Linked DNA regions of Mus musculus: region 1 is linked to region 2. Evidence: chromatin contacts called from public Hi-C data. All regions are on one chromosome and are shown on one strand. The core of a region is the stretch at or near the end of the contact, and the rest is flanking DNA. Distances in the headings are between cores, read along the strand shown.

Region 1 (3,996 bases), core at 702-3,201, 82 kb after region 2:
TACCTGGCAAGCTCTCCAGGAGAGGTAACCCCCACAGAAGCAGGCAGTGGATGCAGGGAAGCAGGCATGAGGAACAATACTTAAGGAAATAGACAATCTGTGTAAGAAAGAAGCTCTGGTAAGCACATGGCTAGAATTTAGCCTCTCATGACAGATAGGGGCTATTAAGACAGCTGCAGTGTGATACTTCTCAACCGTTGTACAGAAGACAACCGAGGAACACCATCTGTGCTCTGCAGGCATGTCAGTTTCCACACTGCTGTGAGGGATTTGCACTGCAGAACTAACCACCCTTTCCTATTTCTGCAGCATAATTTAATAGTATCAGTTTCTTGGCCCAGGAATTCCGTAGCTTTGTAAATCCTCCAGTATATACATGAATTACACACAGAGGGACTCACACACAAATGTTCCTTGTTACAATATAGTTCTGTTCTGATAAGCTCATTATAACTTGAAAATACTGGAAGTCAAAAATGCATTTATCACACAAATAGGCACATTATGTGGATGAATATTTTTCAAATGTGAAAATACAACCACAAAATATGATATCCAAAATATATAAATAAGTAAAATGAGACTGGAGAGGACATTCAGGGAGGAAAGTATTTCCCGTGACAGCATGAGGTCATGAATTCAGATCCTCTACCCTCAAGTAAAAACTAGACGTGAATATCAGCACATGTCTATAACACAGCCCTGGGTTGGGGCATGGAACAGAGACAAATGGATCCTGGAGATTGGTAGGCCAAGTAGTCAAGCCAAAATGATGATCTCCAGGTTCAATGAGAGACCCTGTCTTAAAATAAAAGGTGAAGGGCAATAGAGAAAGACACTGATGTTAGTTTCTGGCCTGCACACACACATGTGCATGAACAGACTTGCACACACACACACACACACACACACAGACAACACAGTATCGACAGTTACCCTCATGAACATGGTATTCAACTAGGAGCTAAGACTCACTATGACTGTCCAGCAACAGGAGCACACACTGCACCAGATAACACTAGTCCACAATACAAGCAAAACTGAACGAGAAAGGACAGCTCCCAACGAATGCATACAGCTTTCATGTCACTAAAATTAAATTGAAAACCCCTAAGTCAAAGCATTATAGATCAGGATCCAGCTCTGTGTGTGCAAAGCTGCCCATAACTTTATTTCAGCTATAGAAATGAAAAACAGGCAAGAAATACAACATGGTTAAACAGCCATTAATGGTGACTGCAAAAGTATCTATGCATGAGAACACTTCTCCAAAAGTTTTATTTAGGGAGGATCAGAACTTCAAGGCCAACTTGGACTACACAGCAAGATCAACGCCAGCCTGAGCTGCACATAGTGATATTTCTCTTAGAGAAAATCATTTGATGCAAAAGCTTAGCTTAAAATGAGTTTTGCGTGGAGCTGCTGTTTAAAAGGTACAGCGGAGTATGGTGTCAACCAGCTCTATGACCTGCCTCCCAATTCCTGACTGCCCAAGCCCCGTGGTGGCCCCAACAGCCTTACCTCTAGGAATCTAGAGATAGCATGGAAAACTGGGGGGTGGGTTACTATATAATGTTAAAAGACTATTGGATGTATACTTTGAAAACTGTAAACATGAATAAAAAGCTCATGGTAACACATAAAAGTGACTTTACAAGCCTATCTGATCTCAGCTAGAGAGATGTATGTATGTGAATATCCAGTAGTTGCTGGGCTCTTGGTTACGTCTGTACTTTTAGTTAAGGCTATGTGTTCCTGTCGTAATTAGAGAGAGGTAGAAAGTCATTAACAAACATGAATACATCTCATTCAAATCCTTTAATTATGTGCATCTATAGGGGAGAAAGCCTTGGGATTTTAAGAAAAGGTTTTATTAGAAACAGCCAAGGCACTCCCCAGCAACCCTACCTCTGGGACATTTATCTGCGGAATTACTCAGAGCACATATGAAATCAATTACAGCCCCCAACTGGCTTAGGGAGCCTCTGTGTGCCTGCGGCCATCTCCACAGCAAATTGTCTCAGCCATGGTCAAAATCAAAATTTCTCAGTTGCCTTGGTTGACCTAGAAATGTTTTATGTAATTTGCTATTATCTGGAAGGAAAGCAGTTGTTTGAAAATAAATCTCTCTCTCTCTTTTTTTTTTTTTTTTAGTTTGTTAGTGTTGCCAAGAAATATTCTTCATCCGTTAGACAGGCCAGGAAAAAAAAAGCTCAGTAAACAAATGGAATCTCCGAAATGAATCTTAAACATTACTCTCCACCAATCTCTAGACAGTCAGAGTGACGGAGAAAGGGGGCAGTGCCTTCAAAAGGCAACGAATGGAGGTGTTCTATACTTTAAAAATTAAACATAAATAAGCAGAGGGATAAGGGCAATGCTATAATCATTTTTAAAATGAGTAGAAAAAAATAATAAAAGAGGCATTTTCTACAAGAAAAGCAAAACCAAAAAAAAAAGTCCCTTCTAGTTAAGATCACTTTTCTTTTTCCATTTTAATAATTTTTCTTACTTTTGAGGCAGGCTGGCCTTGAACTTCTGAACCTCTTGCATCTACCTGCCAAGTGAGGGCTAGGCTTGCAAGTATAGGAGCACAGCACATCCTGGACTCTGCACATGCGAAGCAAGCTCTGACCCACTGAGCTACACCCACAGGCCGTGGGCAACAGTCTCAAAAGGGCCCGTCAGCTGAAGGCAGTCCACCCATCTATCTGCACCTTCCTCACTCTTCATCTCTCTAAAAGGTCTGGCTTGAACCTTTTCCACTTTCTTCAAGCAAGCATCTGCCCATTGTCCCCATGTCTCAGGAGAAGACCTGTCTTTTGTCACTAAGGAAACAGAACCAACCAGCCAGTATCTTAACCATCAAATCTACAGACTTTCTGAACTTCTGTCCTGGTTCTCTCCCATCCCTCCTCTGTCTGAGCCTTCCAACTGAGCTGTAATGTCTTCACTCTCTCCATCTCAGCAACAGTGCTGCTTCAATTACTCCCTCTTTGACCTGCACCCTCATTTTCTGTAGAAAGAGCACTAGAGGCTCTTTAGAAACAACCCTCGCTCAATCCCTGTAATCCCCACTCACCCTAAACTGCAATAGCACATTTCTGCCTTCCTTTAGTGCAAACCTATGGAAGGTTGCCTGTGTTCACACCGCATCCTACACACTGCTCGCACTAGCACCTTTTGGCACACATGTGTTTACTCACTCCTTTATCATCTAGCCATCATCCCAACTAGGTTGTAAACTCCAAGCACTGAGTCCCAAGGGCCCATGAAATGTCCTGGCTAATAACAGGTACCTAGTAATGGTTTGTTCGATGGACGGTTGAGAAAAATAAATCACTATACCAATGGCTAATTGTCACAATGGGAAACAGATCCTCAAACCCGGGTGTACTTTATTTTTTAAATCCCAGGCCCCATGGGTTTGTACTACAACCTGGATCTCTGATAGGGGTGACTGATGTAGTTGGAAATCTCATAGGAAGCAGGGTCTGCCACGGAAATGAACTGAGACGTAAGGCTGTAAGATCCTTCCAAATGAACAGCACATCATGCAAATGGCTTCAGCTTGCGCCAAACTGAGTAATGAGGCCATCTCTAGATGGCCTTTCCTTCAGTCTCTGCTCCATACTTTGTCTCCATATTTCCTCCTGTGATTATTTTGTTCCCCCTTCTAAGAAGCACTGAAGCACCCACACTTTGGTCTTCCTTCTTCTTGAACTTCATGTGGTCTACGAATTATATCTTGGGTATTCAGAGCTTTTGGGCTAATATCCACTTATCAGTGAGTGCATACCATGTGTGTTCTTTTGTGACTGGGTTACTTCACTCAGGATAATATTTAAAGTTCCATCCATTTGCCTGTGAATTTCATGAAGTAATTGTTTTTAATAGCTGAGTAGTACTCCCTTGTGTAAATGTACCACATTTTCTGTATCCATTCCTCTGTTGAGAGACATCTGGGTTGTTTCCAACTTCTGGCTATTATAAATA
Region 2 (3,520 bases), core at 371-2,870:
ACGCACACACACACACGCACGCGCACACACACACACACACACGCACACACACACGCACGCACACACACACACACGCACACACACACACACACGCACGCGCACGCGCACGCACACGCACACACACACGCGCACACACACACACGCGCACACACACACACACGCACACACACGCACAATCACTGGTTGCAAAACAAATTCCATTTTATTTACATGTGTTCACTGAGACCTGTTTGATCTGCTGAACTTAAATAATTTGTAGACAGCTGGCTTCCTTAGATATGGGGAGTAAGGGGTTCCCCACTAAGAATCATCTTCGAGGGACCGCCTGGAAGCCTGGGCTTCTCATCGCTGTCCAGCAGGTACACCATGCTGAAGCCGGCAGCCCTGGAACCTCCACAGCCCGCCAAGAGGCTTCGCAGAAGAAACGCCCATTTCCTTCTTATTCTCCCTTGCTTTTAGAACAGCTTTAAGGATAGCCACCCACACCCCTCATCTGTACAAAACCAATCATGTTAGGTCGAGAATCGTAGGGTGGGGGAGGGGAAATTGTGGCTGTGAGCAGATGAAGAGCCAAGGAGAGAAAGGCCCAACTGCAGAACAGCTTCAGTATGCCCGTCCCAAGTCTGATAAACATCTCTATAATATTAAACACTGGCTGGAAGTACTTTTACATAAGGAAAAGAGAAGACCTTTTCATGCTTTTCAAAGGTGAGCACAAGATCAAAGAAGCCAAGATGGAAGTTTCTTGACTGGAATTCCATCAGCACAGATGGAAAACTCATTTAAAAATAAAAATAAATATACTCACAAATAAAAATAAGCCTCTAGGTTTTAAGACTTCTGGCCTGTGTTAGACGGAACATCAGGAGCCAATTAAATTGCTCTCCCCTTTTTTGTTTATTCTAAATGATACGGTCTTTCCCCTCCTCTGATTAGACCAGCATTGCATCCGCTGTGGTAAGGGTCCGTTCCTTCACTTGCTTCAAACCCTTTTTTCCTAGCGCAGAAGTTGGAAAAACCTTAAAAGTCTGCACTGTATCACCTGAGGAAAAGCCAACTAAATGTTCACTTTATGTCTTATAATATTTTCTTTTGCCCCCAAAAGACACTGGCAGCTGGGGAGTGTCTGGGTCCGTTTGTCTGTGAACCGTGGTGGTACACAGCCGGCCACAGTGGTTCCCTTTCTAGATCTTCTTGGGCTTTCACTGCCTCCTGGGCATCTAATGGGATATATTCTTCACGTTACGCTTTTAGTTTTCTCTAAAACTAAAAGGTCTGGATCCATGGGTCAGTTCTAAAAGGACAACACCTAGGCTTAGAGCCTTGTTGTGAAATAGGGACTATAAAGTGACATGAGTCTTCCCAGTTGCTAGCTGGAGCACAACTGAACATGTCTGTTTCCTGTCTGTCCACCCAATGAAGGGCTCCATGTTTCGTGCCTGCGCATTTCTGTCCCTGGGGTGTAGTCCCAGGAGCAGGGTGAACCTTACATGTTGGAAAAACGCTACCAGCTAGGTTTGTAAAAACCACAAGTCATGTGGCTGTTGACTTGTATAACACATGTAAACTTTCTTATACGAGTCATAGGAGGGGGAAAAAGGAAGAAAGGCGTTTGATGCAGTGTTCTCTTACATCTGTCCAGAATGACTAAGACAACCCAGAGGCTCAGAGTGCTTAGGTAAGCAGACAACCCCACGATGGAGCCTGGGAGGCTTCAGTCCCCCCTAAGGATCCCCACCAGCGAGCTCAGGGGCCCATCACATCCTTGTGAACACTCAGCTGACCATCTCAGGAAAAGTCAAGACTGTCATTTGGTTTGGTTTTGTCTTTTTGAGACCTGGTTTCTCTGGCAATCCTGCAACTACTCTATAGGCCAGGCTAGCCTCAAACTCACAGAGATCCGCCTGCCTTTGCCTCTGCCTAGGGAGTGCTGGCATCAAAGGCGTGGCCACTTCGCTGGCCAAAATGACAGGACTATTACCTCAAAGGTGAAAAATGTCTTTTATCCTTATATCCACAATAAACCAAGGACTCAGCTCTATCAACCCAGGGGCTCTGATGGGCTCTGTGGCCACCATGTACTGCATGGTGTTGCACAGATCTTTTCTGTGTAATTCAACCATCGGATTAAATCAAATGCCTGCAGTACTCAGTGGGCTGTCTGCCTTGCTAGCTCCAGCTCACCCATTCTTTCTATTAGTTTCTAGGAGACAGAATGGAACTGTTGCCTTCATACAAACAGCAGAGTCACCTAGAATCTCTGGGTGTGTTCAGGTTTGCCTACTAGAGGCCATTTCTATTTTGAGTGGGTGTAAAAAGTGGTAGACTAAATCTGACCAAACTTCTTCTACCTCCCCTCCCCCAACGCGGTGGCCCCAAGCTGCGCCCCGAGTGGCCCTGACCAAACTTCTAATTCAGAGGCATTCTCAAGTATGTAGAATTCTCAACTCTGAGCCCAGCCTAAGATGCCCCTTGGAGAGAGGGGCAGAGGGAGGGGGAGAAAGAGAGGGGAGGAGTGGGGAGGGGGAGGGGGAGGGGAGAGATCCTACTCTCTGAGCCATAATGTACTATTAAAGCGATAGTACATAATTTTTTAAATTGAAAATAGATTGTTTTCACGCAATATATTCTGATTATGGTCCCCTTCCCCCAACTCTTCCCCAATTCCTTCCTACCCCTCCCATCCAAAGCCACACCCTTTCTCCCTCTCTGTTTCTCTCTGCTTCTCTCTCTCTCAAACATTTACCTAAAAAATAATAATAAATTAAAATAAGATAAAACAAAAACAAATAAACCAGAATATGACAAAACCAACAGAAGAAAAAGAGCCATAGGAAAAGCGCAAGGAACACTGATAGATGCAGAGACACACAGAGATCTCATAAACATACAGAACTGGAAGCCCTACTATCTGCACAAAGCCTGTAAGGAGTGTTTAAAAAGCCCAAACGAAGCATTTTAAGATGATGATCAACAGCCACAGAGTGGCTACCTGCCCAGTACACCACAGGCACAGCTTCACTCTCACTCACATGAAACCTTTGGGAAAGAAGGCTTTCTCTACCCGAGTCTTAAACACTGGGAACGGGAACTCAATGCTCATTGGCCAGAATCTGAGAGCAAAGCAGCAAATCCTGGATCTGAATTTCCATCTTATAGGCTTCAAAGCTAGCACCGCCCCTACCGGAAATGTGTAAAAGGATCACGCTCGCTCGGTTGGCAAGGAACTCTCAAGGTGGTTTTTCCCCCACCGCCAAAGTCACTTCTAACCAAAACTGAAGATTCTATGATAAACTCTGAGTCTCCTGTTTGTTTATCGATCAGATCACTGTCTAAGATGGCAAAACATGCTGACTTCCCAACCTTTAATGTTTCACCATGCTCCTCCTCCTACCACATCTTCCAGCCTCTCAGGCTCCATCTCTTGCCGCTCTCTTGTTCCAATATTCCAACACTCATCCCAGTCTTTGACTTTGGTGAGGTTTGTCCTCTTCTCTACACCAGTTTCCATGTTCTGCCC

What was found. Hi-C and Micro-C count contacts between places; a contact is called where the count stands out from the background.
Region 1: a contact with region 2 is called in a Hi-C map of uterus. The contact joins two enhancer-like sites. A contact is called at or near these places in 2 of 484 Hi-C or Micro-C datasets (pancreatic cancer cells and uterus) and 1 of 115 datasets of contacts at active chromatin or transcription factors (bone marrow-derived macrophages).

Annotation. Positions count from the first base shown.
Region 1 is chr4:58,661,865-58,665,860 of GRCm38.p6, forward strand. No RefSeq gene overlaps it. Among named protein-coding and RNA genes, the nearest start is that of Lpar1, 110 kb to the left of the region's middle. Within about 2 kb of position 1,952, at least 18 of the 459 cell types and tissues checked have an H3K27ac peak or open chromatin away from gene starts, as enhancers often do. A contact at or near this core is called in uterus, where this site is marked.
Region 2 is chr4:58,579,836-58,583,355 of GRCm38.p6, forward strand. No RefSeq gene overlaps it. Among named protein-coding and RNA genes, the nearest start is that of Lpar1, 28 kb to the left of the region's middle. Within about 2 kb of position 1,621, at least 21 of the 459 cell types and tissues checked have an H3K27ac peak or open chromatin away from gene starts, as enhancers often do. A contact at or near this core is called in uterus, where this site is marked.